Regions from separate parts of the Mus musculus genome. Here all the other regions are linked to region 1. Evidence: chromatin contacts called from public HiChIP or PLAC-seq data. All regions are on one chromosome and are shown on one strand. The core of a region is the stretch at or near the end of the contact, and the rest is flanking DNA. Distances in the headings are between cores, read along the strand shown. Region 1 has its middle 11 kb from the start of Gm46502. Region 2 overlaps Oxr1 (oxidation resistance 1). Region 3 has its middle 35 kb from the start of Abra.

Evidence for each region. HiChIP or PLAC-seq counts read pairs in DNA pulled down with a chosen protein or histone mark.
Region 2: a contact with region 1 is called in an H3K27ac HiChIP or PLAC-seq map of embryonic stem cells, with 6 times the contacts expected there. The contact joins two enhancer-like sites. A contact is called at or near these places in 5 of 115 datasets of contacts at active chromatin or transcription factors (embryonic limb bud, embryonic stem cells and neural tube) and 1 of 9 other capture datasets (embryonic stem cells).
Region 3: a contact with region 1 is called in an H3K27ac HiChIP or PLAC-seq map of embryonic stem cells, with 9 times the contacts expected there. The contact joins two enhancer-like sites. A contact is called at or near these places in 5 of 115 datasets of contacts at active chromatin or transcription factors (all in embryonic stem cells).

Annotation. Positions count from the first base shown.
Region 1 is chr15:41,161,144-41,165,571 of GRCm38.p6, reverse strand. No RefSeq gene overlaps it. Among named protein-coding and RNA genes, the nearest start is that of Gm46502, 11 kb to the left of the region's middle. Within about 2 kb of position 1,796, at least 74 of the 459 cell types and tissues checked have an H3K27ac peak or open chromatin away from gene starts, as enhancers often do. A contact at or near this core is called in embryonic stem cells, where this site is marked.
Region 2 is chr15:41,740,345-41,744,598 of GRCm38.p6, reverse strand. All of the region lies in intron 3 of Oxr1 (oxidation resistance 1), which reads right to left. Among named protein-coding and RNA genes, the nearest start is that of Abra, 130 kb to the left of the region's middle. Within about 2 kb of position 2,523, at least 29 of the 459 cell types and tissues checked have an H3K27ac peak or open chromatin away from gene starts, as enhancers often do. A contact at or near this core is called in embryonic stem cells, where this site is marked.
Region 3 is chr15:41,902,344-41,906,771 of GRCm38.p6, reverse strand. No RefSeq gene overlaps it. Among named protein-coding and RNA genes, the nearest start is that of Abra, 35 kb to the right of the region's middle. Within about 2 kb of position 1,556, at least 13 of the 459 cell types and tissues checked have an H3K27ac peak or open chromatin away from gene starts, as enhancers often do. A contact at or near this core is called in embryonic stem cells, where this site is marked.

The DNA.
Region 1 (4,428 bases), core at 547-3,046:
AAAAAGACAAGAAAAGAAATGAACAACAAACCCTTAACAACCACAAATTGGCTTGCTTACTTGGATAATCAAGAATTCAAGTACTAAAAATATATTTCAGGGCCTCAAACAATATATAGAGATCTAATACAACTTGGGTGCAACTTGAGAAATAGGTGTAGACGTTTACCCACTGTCAAAACAGCCCCTGGAAATAACTGCAGACTTAATTGATTTTTTTCATACACCGCAGCTGACTAGTCCACCCTTCTCCCATCAGTCCCCAGCATTCATAGCTACCGCCGCCTCTGGACCTCAACCACCATGGTTAGAGGTGCTCCGGCCCAGGAGCAACAGGGCTGAAAGGGCCAAGGTAGCAAGTCAGCTTCATCAAGACTGTTAAGGCCTGGAATTCTGAATTTAGCAGCATGAACTTCTACATGGGTTCGGAAGCACGGAAGTTCAAGGATACTTAGCCATCACTGCGGAAGGGGTGGGCGTAGGTGGGGTGGGGTGGGGGGTGGGGGTGGTAGGTTTTTTTCCTTGATAATATCAACAAAAGAAGGCTGTATGTAGCTTCTGGAATTAAATGGGTGCAGTTTCTTGTTCTTTGTTTTTCCTCCAAGCTGGGGACTGAGGTGAAAACCTGGAGGTGGTTAATTTAATGACTAGACGAGGAGGAAAATGAACCTAAAACCTTCCCACTGCTTCTGTAGACTTCAGTGTCAGACGTTTTTATCCATTAGTAGTTTTACAACACGTTATTAACCCATATCAGTTTTGCCATATTTCATAATAGGATGGATTTTTTTCAGCTATACAAATAGTGACCACTATGAAATGTATTTTATTATGAAATAGTTGAACATTTATAATTGACTGATAGCATATTAGGTTTATTTATAACGATGTCATTTGTGCGACCAAAATTAAACAGAGCGACTTTTGATGAATAGGGATTAAGTTTGCGCTCCCAGCACATCTAGTTACTTTGGAATCTGAAGATGGCATTGTAAGACTCTGATGAGCCTTAGCTTACTGGGGACCCCTGATTGAACCACTCAGAGTGGGGGAAGCATGCAAAAAGCAAGAGGAATTTATTGTTCCAATGCGTTTGGGGTCATCCTGCACCGGAAGGAGAGGCAGCCTCAAGCAGCCCAGTCAGGGAGTTTTTTATACAGTTTTCGGAGCAGCAGCCATTAGTCACAATGTGATTGGCAGAACAGTGTAATTTTTAAACTGATTGGTCACTAGGGGAATGAGGTGGCAAGAACTTCCCTTGTCTGTAGGTGGCCTTGTCTGTAGGTCTGTCCTACAGAATGTGTTTACCTCCTTTGGACCTCCCCAGCCTGCAGGTAGAGGTTGATCAGTGTCTCCCGCCCCACCTTGGCTGAGGAATGTTAATTAGCCCCTCCTTTCTGGAGGGGAGGGGTGCCTAAGTGTTCCATGACCTTTTTTCTTCCAGGAGGGGAGGGGTCTGGTGGCATTTTCCAAAGGTCCTGAACTGGCCTCTTCAACACACCATTAGGTGGGTGAATCCTTTGAATTCTCTGCTTCCCTTCGAATTGGGAAACAGTTTTCATTTACTTTCATAAAGTCGAAGGTAATAAAATGGCAGTTGTTTTTGTTGCCCGAGAAATGGAAGGAGCAAGTTCAAGGATAAAAATGAGTAACTGCTGTGGGCTGAGGTTGTTCGAATAAGCAATTCCGTTCTTTTGTGAAAAATTCTCGGTTCTCCATTAATTACATGAACTTCCTGTAGGGCTACAAAGTATCTGCGGCAGTTATTTAAAGAGCAGCACCACCTAGTGGCTAAATAATGCAACTACTTTATCCTAAACAGAAAAGAAAAACAGTTTCAATATCCAGACAGGTAGCTATCCAAACAGTGTCTGTTATTAGAACTATTCCTCACAAGTTTTCTTATTTACTGACTTCACTGTTTTAAAATATGGTTTTTTTTTAAAATAAAAAGGTCTGTAACCATAACAAATGTTAACTCTTCCATGTTCACTTTAAGAGCATTAAAAATTATTGGAAAGGTCACTGTGGTAATTTTAACATTGTGATCTTTAAAAATGAATTTTAAAGAACCTTTAAAATATTTGCTCCTTTAAGGCATTGAAATTCACTTACTAAAATTATTACATGTTTCTTATAGTCTCATTTGTACGGACATATTTTGAAGGCATTTAGTTCAAAAATCTTCAGCCATAAAATACCATCAGAATTCAAAAAGCCATTTGGAGAAGGACATATATTTATTATACTGTTAGTATGATTATTTAGAGTAGTGATTCTCAACTTAATTTTGGTATCACTTAATATAGTATCTCATCTTGTAACATGTTCCCCAGCCATAAAATTATTTTCATTGCTACTTCATAGCTGTAATTTTGCTAGTAGCATGAATGTAAATGTTTGTGTTTTCTGATGGTCTTAGGAGCCCCCTTGAAAAAATTGCGGGTCGCGACCCACAGTTTGAGAATCACTTATTTGGAGCCAGTCTTGCGCATCTACAGAAGCATTTGGTTCAGAATACAGTGTTGCTGCCCTCTTGTGGCTAGAAGAGCACACCGCGCCTGGATATGATCAGTCAAAGAGAAAGTTTTATAATTTAAGAAAGAAAAGAAAAAAAGGAATGCGAGCCGTTTTCACATTTGTTTATCCACCATAGCCAAAGTTCCAAATGCTTAGTTAATTTACTTACAGGGCCAACCAAAGGAAATGAACTTATTTGAACTTCCCATCTGAATTTATTTAACCATACACTCCCCCAACCACACACATACCCCTACTTACATAACTTTCACTAACCACTACAAACCCTGCAGAACATCTTTTGTAAAAGTACGAGTTAACACCTTTTACCTAATACTGCGGTAATTGGTTTTGTTCTCACTCTTAGTATCTTAAAGAATAAACTGCATCTAAGTTAAGCTGAAAATCCTCCCTTTGACTTCCATTTCATCCTGGGATGAGTTCAGTAGCTCTTTCCAAGGTGCAGGACATGCATTTTATGTGCTGAGATGCTCTGGCCCCTGTCGTTGTGGCACTGAATGGAAAACAAGCTTTCGATGCATGTTCCAAATGCAGAAGCCAAGCGCTTCCTACAATGTTGGCTGGGACACTGCTGCTAGGATGAATGGTGCTTTTCAGATTCCTCGCAGCAGAGAGAGCGGGTTTTCCAGGAGGAGTTCCGACTTCCTGTTTACATCTCTCATCTTGGATTAGGAGTTTTATGGAGGACTAAAGGAAAACAAGGCAGAAACAAAGGAGCGATTTAGCCTCTGCTTTAAGATACAGGCATCTTAGGGCAGCGTTTTTGTTTTTTTTTGTTTTTGTTCCCTGTCTGAAGGCTTCCTAAATACTTCTGTTTACAACAGCCCGCTTGGTACTTGACTTTATAAAGTAGGATCCAGTTGTGGAAGAGGAAGAAATAAAACGCGTCACTTGTTGGGTTTCAGAGAAAGCAAGCAATGGAGACAGCAAAAGTGGTGTTCATTAAAGGAATTTAGGGCATCATTTTGACCTTTAGTCTGGGGTTCTATGCCTTCTGTGATCTTGAGTTGTGTTTCATTTGCCATCTAGATTTGCACTTTTGAACAATGAATTCTTTTTTTTTTTAGAATTAATTTTTTATTAGGTATTTTCCTCATTTACATTTCCAATGCTATCCAAAAAGTCCCCAATACCCTCCGACCCCCCCCCCTCCCCTACCCACCCACTCCCACTTTTTGGCCCTGGCATTTCCCTGTACTGGGGCATATAAGTTTGCAAGTCCAATGGGCCTCTCTTTCCAGTGATGGCCAACTAGGCCATCTTTTGATACATATGCAGCTAGAGTCAAGAGCTCTGGGGTACTGGTTAGTTCATAATGTTGTTCCACCTATAGGGTTGCAGATCCCCCAAGCTCCTTGGGTACTTTCTCTAGCTCCTCCATTGGGGGCCCTGTGATCCATCCATTAGCTGACTGTGAGCATCCACTTCCGTGTTTGCTAGGCCCCTGCATTGTCTCACAAGAGACAGCGATATCTGGGTCCTTTCAGCAAAATCTTGCCAGTGTATGCAATGGTGTCAGCGTTTGGAAGCTGATTATGGGATGGATCCCTGGATATGGCAGTCTTTAGATGGTCCATCATTTCGTCACAGCTCCAAACTTTATCTCTGTAACTCTTTCCATGGGTGTTTTGTTCCCAATTCTAAGAAGGGGCACAGTGTCCACACTTTGGACTTTATTCTTCTTGAGTTTCATGCGTTTAACAAATTGTATCTTATATCTTGGGTATCCTAAGTTTTTGGGCTAATATCCACTTATCAGTGAGTACATATTGTGTGAGTTCCTTTGTGATTGTGTTACCTCATTCAGGATGATGCCCTCCAGGTCCATCCATTTGCCTAGGAATTTCATAAATTCATTCCTTTTAATAGCTGAGTAGTACTCCATTG
Region 2 (4,254 bases), core at 1,274-3,773, 580 kb before region 1:
ATCCGAGAGCTCTTCTGACTACTGATGTGTATCAGAAAGCACCTGTACCCCTCTGTATGACGTTTTCTTCCAAACACTTACCGCCAAGTGATACATATTGATTTATGGCTAGTTAACTTGAGTAAGATTTAAGCACGGAGATGTTCAATACAGTCCCTGCATCTAAACCAATACTGTCAGATAGCAAAGCATGCCTGCTTTATGACCCAAACACACGTAGCCATTCAGCAGGTGTTCAAGAAATATTTATAGAAAATTGAACTGATTGAAAGCACAATTGATATATGCCAGATTAATCAATGTATGAATAATAATGGTATTATATTTTAAATTTCCTTCTAAATTAATCATACTTTGGGTAGCATGTGTTAACTGACATCATCTAAATTGTGATTTAAAAGTACTAATAGATCAAGTAAATGGGATTATATTATTAAAAGATTAGCTTTTATGAGGGTGGGGTGGCATGGAGAAAGTGTTCAAGGCACAAAGACCAACTCATGATGAAGCCCACTGTGGCTTCGAGGGGACAGAAAATAGGAGAGAGATGACATTCTAGGAAACAAGTGCCTTCATAGAGCTTGTAAATTATTTTTGACAATTTTGATTTTAATCTCAGAGCCACAGGGATACAATTAGGATTTTAAGCAGAGCATTAATGGAATCAGATTTGACCTTTAGAAATTAACCATAAGTCATGTAATGGGTTACAGAGAGATATGTCCTGAATATAGGAGACCACCTCTGAGCTGATGGTTGTAATCTGTGTGCTCTATGAAGCACAATTATGGCAGTAGGGATTAAGAGAGGTGAATTAATTCAGGAGGCTTTAGAGGGTGGCTTGATTTTTTTTTAATTTTTAATTATTTTCTATTTTTTGGCTAGTTGTGGCAATGTTTGTTGGGCCTTGGAAGGGAGAGGAAAGAACTAGTTTGGCACTAGAGAATGGAGAAGGAAATGAGTTTAAAGGGCAAATGATATAAAATCAACTTTGAAAGGCTAATATTGGAGTACCTCTGGTGTATCCTAATGGACATGACTAAGTAACAGTTGGAGATATTGGTCTAAAGTTTGTAATAATCTTCAGGGTGAGTAATTTAGATGGCAGCATCTTAGATATGAACTGATATTACCTAGGGGCAAAGTGTTCTTATACAGTTTGTATTTAGACTCAGCACTATCACTGTTTTATCCCACTTACTTTCTGTTTGGGTTTTCTCTCCTCCACATACACATGCACATTTGTATGTGCACACACACACACACATACACACGCACGCGTGCGCGCGTACACACACACACACACACACACACAGAAAAATATTTGCTGACTTATTTGACAACAAATTACACACATTGTAGTCCTCTACCTCATTTACTTAAATGCATATTTCTTATGGTTATTCATGCTTAAAAAATAACACAATGTAACGTTTAGATTTGAGTAAATTCTACATTGATTTAATATACTTCTTAATAATCTCATGTCTCTGTCCCAGTTTTGACTACTCGTCCATTAATAACTCTAGGCTGCATTAATTTTCAGGATAAGGTGTATTTTTTCAGCTTCCCCAACTGTATATAGGATGATTTTCATATATATGTATATATATATATATATATATATATATATATACATATATATATGTATGTATATATATATATATATATATATATATATATATATATATATATATATATATCCTCCAAACCTTGTTATGTCTCTCACAGGAAGGAAAATGCAGATATTTAAGTAATCAGTATAATTCATGAATTTAGGGTGTGTGTGTGTGTGTGTGTGTGTATATATATATATATATGTATGTATATATATATAAAACGGTCATTTCTTGTAACTTTCCCATCTATCTAGAGAAGACAAGGACAAGGATACTATGTTCCCAGATGGACCTTTTTAGTATGTGGCACTTGATTTTATGCTGTTTCATGAGTAGGAAAACATAAGATCTAGAAAGTGGGGTTTTTTTGTTTGTTTGTTTGTTTGTTTTTTTATTTTTTCGAGACAGGAGACCATGCTATTATGCTATTTAAGTTGCACTTTGTTCTCTTGTTTGTTTGTTTTTTCCTCTTAGAGGGGTGAGGCAGGTTGGAAACAGGTTTCCCTATGTAGTCCTGGCTGTCCTGGACCTCTCTCTGTAGACATAGTTGGGCTCAAACTCAGAGAGATCTGCCTGCCTCTGCCTCCCTAGTCCTGGGATTAAAGGATTGTTTTCTCTCCCTCTCCCTCTCTCCCTCCCCCTTTCCTCCCCATCCCCCTCCCTCCCGCCCCACCCTCTCTCTCCTTAAGTGCTGTCAAAATAAACAAAGGATGAGGTAGAGTACTGGACCGAGGTACAAAGCCCACTCGACCGACCAAATAGTATTTAAGATTCAGATTCCTACTAAGGAAAGGCAGGATATAAAGCATTGGCAGAAGTAAATTTGTGGTCTTGCAGCAAGGAGTCTAGAGGAGGAAGCATTCCCAGTTTACCAGGACCTGAGGCACAATGGGAAGCTTTAGTTACAGGAAGCCTCTGAACGCCCTAGTGAAGCTGCTAAACTGGTTTCTGTTTCCCTTTGTGGGTGTTTTGTTCAAAGAAGAAAAGCAAGTTTTGGCCTGCCATTGGTTACACTAAAGGTTGATCTTTAGTTAAAAAGGAATGGATTTGTCAGGATCATTTTCCTTCACTAGGATCCTAATTTAGGTGATTTTGGCTCAAAGTCACCCACACCTGAAAATTTTCTTCCTTCTTTAACTGCGGTTCAACATAGAAACTTTGAGAAATGTACCTGGATTGATCTGCACAACCACCTACAAGGAAGATGTTTGTCCAGTGATCAAAACAGTACACACTGGAGTCCTTAGCTGCCCACAGGAACCGCCACCAACATGAACAAGAATACATCTGTCATTAGGGTCTCTGAGAAATCTGCCACAGAATCCATGAACTCCAGCAAGAAAGAGATGCATGCCTTAAAACCAGAACTGAATAACAGGCTCATAGAGAATAGGTAAACAATAGGGGCTTTGAAATCTGGTGAATCTGAGATTGAATTCTCCCTGCTACTGTTACCTCATTGCTTTTTCTGGACAACATAAAGGTCTATGTGCCCCAGTTGCATCTAGAGTACAAAAGAGAGAGAGAAATAATATCTACCCACTAAGGTATTAAATTAGGATTGAAGGAGACAATATATGCAGAATATCTTAAACACAGGGGCTGGCATATGGTGGGTGCTTGAAATAGCTCCTAGTACCCTTTAACACACTAACAAGGGCTGATCCAATACAAGGCAGAAGAGAGACTGAAGGCAGAATCAGGGGAGAGAAGAGAACTGAGCCTTCTTCAGGTTGCTGGCACAGTCAGTGGAGGAAGGAAAGCAGGGGACAGAAGGCTTCATCTGTAGACGGAAGGTGGCTCCATGCTTGCACGCATTAGCAACCAGCCAAGGTCATTACTGGAATGCATCCATCTCAGTAGATGCTCCTTCCATATGACATGGACCCTTTTAAAAACTGCTACAGGAAGCCAGGCGTGGTGGTGCACGCCTTTAATCCCAGCACTTGGGAGGCAGAGGCAGGTGAATTTCTGAGTTCAAGGCCAGCCTGGTCTACAGAGTGAGTTCCAGGACAGCCAGACAGCCAGGACAATATGGAGAAACCCTGTCTCGGAAAAAAACAAAACAAAACAAAAACAAAAAACAAAACAAACAAACAACAACAAAAAAAAACAGCTGCCGGAGCACAAGCACAGGAAGCCTATTTAACAATGAAGAAAGGCGAAGTATGTCTCCCAGGTGATTGATTACATTGGAACATCATCAGGAAAGAGCAGAAAGCACTAGGGTCTACAAGATAGCATTTGACTCCAAATGTTCACATGCACAGGAGAGAATAGTTGTGCTTCTCTCACAACAGAGAGAGATGGTGTGAGCCAAAGAAATGTATTAGAAGTCTGGAGATGAGTTCAAACACACGTGGACTACTGGGGAGAGTTGCCAACCTCAGAGCTGGGTGTATGGAGCTTTAACTTTGATAGCGGAGTGAGCATTCAACTTCTGTATCTAAGTAAGTTGTTAGTGTAGTAGTATAGTGCCCTTAAGAAAGGCATGCAAAGAGGGGAAGGGGCAGCTGCTTCAGACAACAAGGCTCTAGGTTAGATAGGACAACGGCGTTGTTCTTTTATCCCCCAAATTTCTAGGCAGAGTGCCCAAACTAGTGTTTGCACAAGGTGTCGAAACTCAGTGAGCTGG
Region 3 (4,428 bases), core at 307-2,806, 740 kb before region 1:
TTGTCTAACCACTAATTCAAAACTCATGATGTAATTTTTGGGATCTGCTGTTGTATCCGAGAAGATAAACATTTGCCAATACACTCAGCAGGGGGATCTGAAAAGATTAATGTTCTAGCCAGAAAGCTTTACATATTAGATGTGGATTGGGGATATGAGTTAATTAGTTCTTGAAGAACTATTCTAGGGACACCATGGAGAATATAGGTTGAGACTAACTTGTCCCATGGTAGCAGTTTTGAACGACCTGTGCTATGAACACTGACTTCTACACTGTAGTCTTTGTGGGGGTTTGAGTAGGAATGGCCCCCATAGCTTATGTATTTAAACGCTTGGTCACCAGGGAGTGACACTATTTGAGAAAGATTACAAGGATTAGGAGGTGTGGACTTATTGGGCTCAGTGTGGCCTTGGCGAAGAAAGTGTGTTCTTTGGGTGTGCTTTCAGGTCCATGGTAGGCCAATTGTGTCTCAGTCTTCATCTCTCTGCCTAAGGACTAGGCTGCACCTCTCTGTTCCAGTACTTATATGCCACTGTGCTGTAGAGGCCACCAGATAAATGCATTCTTTCATAAGAAAAGCCTTGGTCATGGTGTCTCTTCCCAGCAATAGGACAGTAAGACAGTCCTCAGTCTCCTTTCCTGACAATAACCCATGACATTGAGCGTCCAGATCTATGGGAATGAAGAGGGACCTTGGCCAGCTGCAATGTACCTTCCACCCTGCTGTGTCATGATAAAAGAGAGACAGGAAGGAGGAGTCATTTACTGACTTTTCAAATATTTGTTACTAGTCTTGCATCTGAAAGGAAAACAAGTCAGGAGATTTATCTAATTCAGCTTAGACTATTTATATGCCCGTCAAAACAGTCTACTTTCCCCATGTTTCTTAAGCCAGTGTAGGGCATTCAGTAGCATCTGTGGTTAGGAAGCTGGCATTCTTGGAGAAGTTATTCTGATAATGTAGCCTCCCATAAGCCTGAAGCAGGCTAAACCAGAACTTGACCTTGCTGCCGATTATCTAGGGTGGAGATTATCTAGGGTGGAGCCTTCCTCTCTAGATCACTCTATTGTTCTGCCACTGCTGCTGTTCCTCTTCAAGATACTGCTACCTGCTGAGAGGCCCCAGAGCTATTCTGGAGACTACGCCCTATCCTGCAGGTCATTACCTGCAGCTGGTTCCAGGCTCGAACCCGGACATGTAAGCCGCTGGCCGGCCCCAATCTGATAATGTTTCTGATGTCCTTCTATTATTAATTTAAAGCATACCTAAGTACTCTGCTTCCTGCCTAGCTTTCTTTCCTGTCCTGTCTCAGCAAGAGTTTTTTTTTTTTTTTTTTTTTTTTTTTTTTTTCAGATCAAATGATGTATTCAGATTTCCAAATCAAATAGCTTTCCAGGCTGGAAATTTACAGAGCCCTGGTAGATTAACTGGTGTTTGAGAAGACTAGAATGAAAACACTGAAACACTTCACAGGAAATTTTCAAAGAAAACACATCCTAATCCTTTGAAATACCGCCACAGGTCACATGAGTCACTGAAACCTCTCCCCCATTACTGTCACTTACTCAACAGCTCTATTCTCAATGACATTCAACACTGAACCATGGGAACAGCTTGAGCAGAGTTCAAGCCGGGCCCTGAAGGTGAAGCCATGCACTAAGGCTAACCTTTAGCTTCTTTAGCTTCTGGATCTGGGACATTCAGATGTCCCTGAGCAGGCTAGGGTATTGGGCATAAGCGTTGTTTATTCAAATATAGACATTGCATCACATATTCCTGCTTACATCCTGTGAACCCCCACAATTGTTATTAGAAGTTAAAGCAAAAAACAAGGATCTCAATTTTTGTACCATTGCAGTGTTTTTATTTAAAGATTGTCTAATTTAGCTATTCTAATCGGTCTCAGTTTTTCTTATATAATATTTTCTACTTTCAGTCAAGACATAAATATAAAGGGTAACTATGAAAACTTTAGGAAGAAAAGCTTTCAGCTCAAATAATATTATTTTCCTGCATTGGTAATTTTTAAAAGATTCTTCAATACTTTTGTCTTTTAACTTTCCTAACATAGTCAATTCAAAATGCATACATATTACTTAATCTGGATTCAGATTTTATAGACATCTACTTATTATTTTTACTAATATTATTAGTATTGCATGTGGTCTTAGTTAGCATTACTATTGCTGTGATGAAATACAATGACCAAAAGCCATTTTGGGAGCACAGGGACAATGAATCATCACAAGCAGTGAGGGCAGAACTCAATCAGGGCAGGAATCTAGAGGCAAGAGCTGATGCAGATGGCATGCAGGAATGTTTGATCACTGGCTTGCTCCCCGTGCAACGGGTTCAGCATGCCCATTTTATTTATATGAGTGCACTGTAGCTGTCTTCAGACAAATCAGAAGAGGGCATCAGATCCCATTATAGATGGTTGTGAGCCACCATGTGGTTGCTGGGAACTGCACTCTGAAAGTGCAGCCAGTGCTCTTAACTGCTGAGCCACCTCTCCAGCCCCTGCTTTCTTATAGAACTAATACCCAGGGATAGTAAACACTCACAATTTTATTCCACCAAGATGGCTGCTCTGGCAAGAGATCACATCCAAATCCTTTCTAGGTCTATGATCTGGCTGATATACAGACATGTCCTTAGTACACATCTTTAATCCCAAACAATTAAATTAAGGCTAGTTTATAGAAGGGAGCAGCCATGGTTAAAAGTGGTGTTTAATTGAGGTGCAGACAACGTGCAGAATCAGAGAATATTTGACAAAAATGAATCAGAGATAGGATACGCCCAACTCCCTGGAAAACAGCACAGGAAAGAAAAGCTATTTAAGAGAAGTGCAGGGAGAGAGTAAATCAGTTGGGAGTCAATTGGGAATGCAGTAAAGTGGCGTTGAATCTGTATGTGCAGTTCAGTGAAGGTCAGGGGAAGCAGTTGAAAGAAGAGAATAAGGAAGCAGAAGCTTATGACAAATTGCCATAGTTAGTTTGAGGCCAAGTAGAGCAATTCAGTGAGAAGCTGAGAGAAACCAGACTGAATCAGTCAGCTTGAAGACGAGTTAGACAGAGCCAGAACAGCTGAGTTGAACGACTCAGCCAGAGTTCAATAGGAGGTATAAAGGGTGAATTGTTCACCAGAGAGCTGCAGAGAATACTATGAAAACAGGCAAATAAAAGTTACTTTTATATTTGGACCTCCCAAATCAACCACAAATCAAGAAAATTCTCTACAGGCTTGTCCACTGCCCAGTCTTATGAAGGCTTTTTCCTAGTTGAGGTTCCCTCTTCTTAGATGACTTTGGCTTGTGTCAAATTGACATGAAACTAGCACACGTACATTGGTATTGTTTATTTATGTTTATCCCTAATAACGTTCTCCACAAATGCTTACATTTATTTCACTACATCAAGCATGTACTTTATGCATGTGTTGTGGATGCATCAGTTCATGCTACACACCATATGTTCACTTTTTTTTTTTTGAATAGTTAGGGTTTTCTGTAGCATATATGTTGCAAAAAGAAGTTTCTTTGTTAAGGGTTAAGGGATGAGAACTATACTTATCAATTGGTGTAAGAGTAAATATTTAGAATGTGGCTAGGAATCATGTTGTTTGGCCCATTCCTGATTTCAAGGCTCAGGTAATATCGTGGAAGAGGAATGATTGTAAGATCCAGAGAAAGAGTATGTTTGCTCTGAGATTGCACCTCCTAGAAATGTCAGGCAAGCTACATCCATGAAGCCTCACCAGTATGGCTGCCTAAACAATACCTGAAGAAAGACAATACCAGTAGATGTGTTAACATGGAATGGGGAAATCTTACTAGGCCCCAACCCTAGATAAAGAACTATAGTCACCTAAAGAATACTGAAAGCAGAAGAAAATATTTTTCCCCAGAACAGCCTCCAAGTTGTTTATCAAATACTAAGTGGTCAGCCCTGAAATCGTAAGTCATTATGGTGGTTTCTTTGAATGGTGGTTATTATGGTAGTATTACTTGAATATGCTTAGCCCAGGGAGTGGCACCACTGGGACTTGGACCTCACTGGAGTAGGTATGGCCTTGTTAGAGGAAGTGTGACACTGTGAGGAGGGCTTCAAGTCCCTAATCCTTATTGCCTGGGAAATGGCAGGCTCTTCTGGCTGCAGTTAGATCAAAATGCTCAGCTCCCACTTCAGCACCATATTTGCCTGGAGGCTGCCATGCTTCCACCTTTATGATAATAGACTGAAGTTCTGAATCTATAGGCCAACCCCAACTAAATGTCCTTCATTGGAGTTACCTTAGTCATGGTGTCTCTTCACAGCAATGGAAACCCTAACTAAGACAGAAGTTGGTACCAGGAGTGGGGTATTGCTGTGATAGGCCTAACCATGTATTTGTTTGGAAGAATTTGGTTTTGGGGAGTTTGAAT